2 separate regions of the Rattus norvegicus genome follow, and region 1 is linked to region 2. A link is a contact called in public Hi-C data. All regions are on one chromosome and are shown on one strand. The core of a region is the stretch at or near the end of the contact, and the rest is flanking DNA. Distances in the headings are between cores, read along the strand shown.

What was found. Hi-C and Micro-C count contacts between places; a contact is called where the count stands out from the background.
Region 1: a Hi-C map of psoas muscle shows a contact between it and region 2, with 2.5 times the contacts expected there. The contact joins two enhancer-like sites. A contact is called at or near these places in 2 of 12 Hi-C or Micro-C datasets (frontal cortex and psoas muscle).

What each region holds. Positions count from the first base shown.
Region 1 is chr14:31,144,546-31,147,245 of GRCr8, reverse strand. Igfbp7 (insulin-like growth factor binding protein 7) reads right to left here. Exons shown (of 5, transcript NM_001013048.1): 2 at 2,239-2,348. Among named protein-coding and RNA genes, the nearest start is that of Trnac-gca38, 33 kb to the right of the region's middle. Within about 2 kb of position 1,320, at least 14 of the 93 cell types and tissues checked have an H3K27ac peak or open chromatin away from gene starts, as enhancers often do.
Region 2 is chr14:31,072,468-31,075,167 of GRCr8, reverse strand. No RefSeq gene overlaps it. Among named protein-coding and RNA genes, the nearest start is that of Igfbp7, 18 kb to the left of the region's middle. Within about 2 kb of position 1,422, at least 18 of the 93 cell types and tissues checked have an H3K27ac peak or open chromatin away from gene starts, as enhancers often do.

The DNA.
Region 1 (2,700 bases), core at 71-2,570, 72 kb before region 2:
TGGGAGACCAAGAAGCCATTAGAGGTTTCTAGCTCTTTTACTTTAATCTTTTTGCAAGATCTCTTGATATACAGTTGGGTTGGCTTTAAACTCACCACCCTGTCTCAGTCTCCCCAGAACATTCGCCGTGACACCTAGCTCAAGTGTAGTTTGGGTGCAACAGATTCTTCCAGAACCTTTGCTATTGTAAATAAGGAATACAGAAGAAAAGTGCCAATAACTGCAGAACTCTATCCATCTTTGGGTGCCACTTCTTGTTGGCACCGTTATTTTACCTTTTTTAAAAAAATATTTATTTTATGTATATGACTGTACTGTCGCTGTCTTCAGACACACCAGAAGAGGGCATCGGCTCCCACTGCAGATGGTTGTGAGCCACCATGTGGTTGCTGGGAACTGAACTCAGGACCTCTGGAAGAGCAGCCAGTGCTCTTAACCACTGAGCCATCTTTCCAGCCCCCTGTTATTTTACTTTATTTGTGTTTTTTTTTTTTTTTCTCGGAGCTGGGGACCGAACCCAGGGCCTTGTGCTTGCTAGGCAAGCGCTCTACCATTGAGCTAAATCCCCAACCCCTGTTATTTTACTTTAATTCTCATTAATGTACATTAATATCTGTGAATTTGGGTCTACCCTCAGGGGCCAGAAGAGGGCTTTGGATGTCCTGGAGTGGGAGTCGGAGGCAGTTGTGAACTTTTTCTCTTAGTTCCCTCTTTCCAACCCCCTAGCTTCCCAGTTCTGTCTGGTGTCTGGCATTCCAAGGAGAGCCATATAACTTCAAAGCCTCCCAAGGCCAACTCATTTCCCCTGGGATCTATGTGTATTTTGCCAGGGTGCCACAGAGCCAGGCCTGAAGACCTTATTCTTTGCAATACTTGGCAATGAGGCTATATAGTTCGGGTCCTCGAGTCACCCTGGCCTCTCATTCGTAAATTCCGTGGAGACCCTTGAGAAGCAACAAAGCTTGCCAGCTTTCCTTGAAAACTATTGGCCATGCTCCCCCATCTCACAAGCCACTGGCCGCAAAATACGCATTGGGGAACATAAGCTGCTAGGGGGAAGGCCCAGATGAGCACATAGGGTACATTAGTGGTATGCCTTACTTCCCTTCCATATCTCTTTCCGAAGCACAATTTAGAGGCAAGAGTCCCATAATTCCATTTAACGGAAGTTTCAGCTGTGAAGGACAGCTAGCTGTACTAGAACTGGGTCATCGGCTTGCTGTACTAGAACTAGGTCACCTCTGCCCACACCATGGTCCAGGCGTCTCCTGGTAACCACGCTTAAGCCCGGTAGTTTCGTAGTGGCCGCATTCCTCTGGCCACACGGGGGCGCCAGAGGCTGCCAGGAGCCCTGATCTAGATTAAGGCTTCTAACCAGGCAGTGGGAAAAGCTCTGGCTGCTTCTGAGGTCTTTAAACTGTGACGGTAATTCTGCCCTCTGCGGAGGAAGCTCTCTGAAGGAGAAAGTGAGGCCGACAGATGGAGAGCAGAGATCAAGAAGTCCAGTCCTGATCACATTTGTGCCCGGCGGCTGGAACTGCCTTCTCTTTCTTTTTTCCCCTCAGCTATATGAACTGAAATCTGTTCCAGAGACTTCTGACAATGAGACCTCCCCCTTACCCCTGCCCCGCCGTCCCCAGAGTCCCAGAGGTCCCCTCTCTGACCAAACAACAAGCACACAAAATAATTGACACTATCGCCCATTTTTTGAGTTTGCTGAGGAAGCAAACTAGCTAAAAAGGAGTGTCTGGTTTTGCTGTTTTACTTAAAACTAAATTTCCTCTATTAGTATGAGTTTGAAGATGCTTCTTTACTTCATAGCCTCTGGTATAGAGTCCTGCCGCCACAGAATGAGTACCACCATGTCTTCCCTGCTCAACCTGGAAGCCAAAAAAAAAAAAAAACAAAAAACGAACCTTTCCTCCCTTGAATGTTTCTGTCAGGTATGTATTTGGTCACAGCAAGGCAAAAGCAACGAAAACAGCGGGTTTAGATATTCCCATGATTCGTTGGGAGTTTCTCAGACTCCCTGCTTGGACACTGCTACCAAAATCAGGATTGGCCTGATGGAGGTCGGGAAAGATAACTTGCTAACATAGAGATGGTACAGCTGCCACGGGCTTCATCGCTGTGGGGCGGTGGCCTTGATGCAGACTGCACTGTGTATTCCCACTGCCCTGGGCGATGCCAAAAGCTTTCTGGGTTGCATGCTGCTCCCCTGAGGCCTGCATTACTGACCTTGTTCCAGATGAGGACAGGGGTTGGGATTCCGATGACTTCGCAGCTCAAGTACACCTTGGCGCCAGTGATGTTCCAGATGTCCTTGGGGGGCGTCACTATGGAAGGACCTACAAGAGAAGCCAGAAAGCTATGTCCATCTTTTAGGAACTCATCATCAGTCAGGATCTGACAATGCAAATCCTTGTGTGTGAGGCCCTCTCCTCTGTGGATTATCTGAAGTGCATCTCAAAGGCCTAGACAAACAGGCCTCTTCCTGCCGCCAGCGTGATATTACAGTCTTCTTAGGGAAGGCAAGAACTGGACTAAGCAAACCAGCCAACACAACAACAAACGCCATTAGTAGGGAAAATCTGTTTATCTCACAGAAATCTAACAACGCCGTCTTCTTTTCCCCAGCCGGGCGAGCGTCAGTGAGTTTTATTTTACCAGCTGTTTTGCGTTAGCTGGCATTTTTCCCAT
Region 2 (2,700 bases), core at 173-2,672:
GAGGAGATGGACCAGGAGCAAATGGCTGAGAGAAGTACACACTGAGGAGAGAGCCATGGAGCTAAACCAGCCTGGACAAGACTCAAAACAGAAAGTAGCAAGGGTCATACGGTTTGGATTCAGAGGAGAAGAGCATAGACTCTGCCCAGTTGAGGTTTACAACTTGGAAATCAAATACCAGGTTTCTGTGTCTTTTATATGGGCAAGCTAGAATAAACAATTGGTTTTTATCAGTGGAGGCCTGCCTGGCTCTAAGAATGGGATACAGACCCTGTGGAGGTGTCCAGGAGGCCATCGGCAGAGAGTTAAGAAGGTCTTTTTAGGGGCGGTTATGCCTGTCTAGGAGAAAGGATCTTCTATCTCGTTACTCATCAGAATGAGGGATAGATCCAGATGTTTTCCAGATTCCCGTGTCTCTCAGAGGCCATCTCACCAACCTTTGACATTCTTTCGGTCACAGATTTTGGGTGATTCTACACCCATAGTGGTAGCCAGAAGTGGCTCATTGAGAACTGAGTATATGCTATTTCCAGTTGAGTGGAGAGGCTGATGCTTGTGTTCTTAACCCTTGGGAGGCTGAGGCAGGAGGATTGCCACAAGTCTGAAGCAAGCACGATCTACATAATGAGTTCTAGACTGGACTGGATTGTGCTACAGGGAGAGACCCTGTTGGTTTAAAAACCAACCAAACAACGATTCAAAGCAAACCAAACGAAACCAACCCCCTTCCAGGTATATCTGCCCCGAACCAACTGAGATTCTTATTCTTGGCTTCTTAAACATTCTTGGGCAATGGAGAGTTTCTGCTATGAAAACTCTCTCACAGAAATGGAGCCTTTGCTGGCACAGTCTGTTAACATGGAGCCAAGAGACCACTTAGGTCCCAGCTGTCTGCTTCAGGGAATTTCTTTTCAGCTCAAGCCAGGGAAACAGCTGGCTGTAACTTTACATCGCAACATGACGATGGCCATGGCTTTGTTCTCACGCGTGTAACTGCTGCCACTGGGCAATCAGAAGCTTGCTAGCTTCGGCTGCCCAATACAGAAATTCCTTTCAAAACAACACATGGCTTTCTCTGTCCTAATAAAACCTAAGTCTTTTCATTTCTTTAATATGTCAGACTCTACTTTGGCCTTTGCACACATGCCCCAATTGGCAAATCTATTTTGTGTTCTTTGTTCTGCACTAGAATTTTTTTTAAAGAAAAATTTGGCTCTGCATTTTTTTTTAATATTCTGGCAACACCCATATAAATCCTGTTATTTTCTAAGGATGAGAGGCTTGTTAAAATTGTTTTAAAGAGAAGCTTTGCAATCCTGCCCTCCAGCGGTGTCTCTTTTGAGGCTCTAGAAGACCCGATCTCCTCCAGAGTTCCCATGAGCTCTTTCTAATTTCTGGAATTCCCCAGAGGCGGGTTTCTTGTTTCCTTCACTCTTGGAGTCTGGCCTTTTCTGTTGGGTTCAATTCTGGGAATCGTCTTGCTTCTGAACCCCAGCCAGGCCTGGAATCCTGGATGCCAGCCACTCCCACATGGTAGACATCTTCAGATAGGAAGCTCGGCTCCTCTTGTGCCTTGCCTGGGTTTGGCTGACAGTGGGGTGGCTTGTTCTCCTCTCCTGTCCTGCCTTTCACAGGCATGTGTACCTAACAAGCTGTGTGCTCCTTCCGGAACAGCTCATACATACATACAGACAGACAGACTGACCAATTTCCTTCCAACCTTCCTGTCTGTCTGCCTTTCTTCCTTCCCTCCAAATCCCATTTTACAGACTTTCCCATCTACCCACCAGCTCAGCCTCCGGGAGAGGCCTTTGTCAAACCCCCTTTCTTTCCCCGGAGGCCTTTAAGGTGGGAGTGAAGTTGAAATCTGACTGGGCTTCTCTGGAAACTGGCTGTGCTGTTTTCTCCTTTAGAGGTTATTTTAAGTGATTTTAAGAGTTGATTTAAACGTTTACTCAGGATCTGTGGGAAGGAAAGGAACCTTTTCCAAAGAGTGGAGGGACCAGTCTCCTCCCCCAAGAGCCTCCTTGCTTATCCCTCAGGGCTCAGCAGGAAGCTTCTATTTGTCTAACTCTCCTCTTAACCTCCTTGGTGCCTTCATACCTTAGCCCTAAGTGCACTACTTTTAACCTTCAAGCTGTGAAGTACTGAAGACGGCGTCTTACCTCAGTTACAGAAAACAAGTAATGAAAACCAGAAACCGCGAGACTTAGAGCCAAGAATCAGTATTTCGCAAAACAACAACAAAAATCAAGAATAATCTAAAAAACCTGACTCAGCCTTGTTTCATCTGCAGGGGATGAGTGAGTGATATTCTTTTTAATCCATCCAGTATATACTGGTCAGCCTCCCCCGACCCCCAACATACACATCTTGTTAGATACTTGATGTCCCAGTTGACGGTACTGTTCTAGGAGACTTGGGAGCTGTGGCCTCGTTGGAGGAAGTATGTTATGGGAGACGCGCTTTTGAGAATGTAAAGACTCATACTATCTTGAGTTTGCTCTCTGTCCTGGGCTTGTGGTTCAAGATGCGAGCTCTCAGCTCCTGTTGTAGCCACCAGGTCTGACACATCTGTTCCCTCTGTTCTCTGTCACGGACTCTATCCCTCTGGAACATAAGCCTCAATGAACTCTTCCTACTGTAACTTGCCTTGGTCATGGCGTCTTAGCACAGCGATAGGAAAGTAATCAATACAGC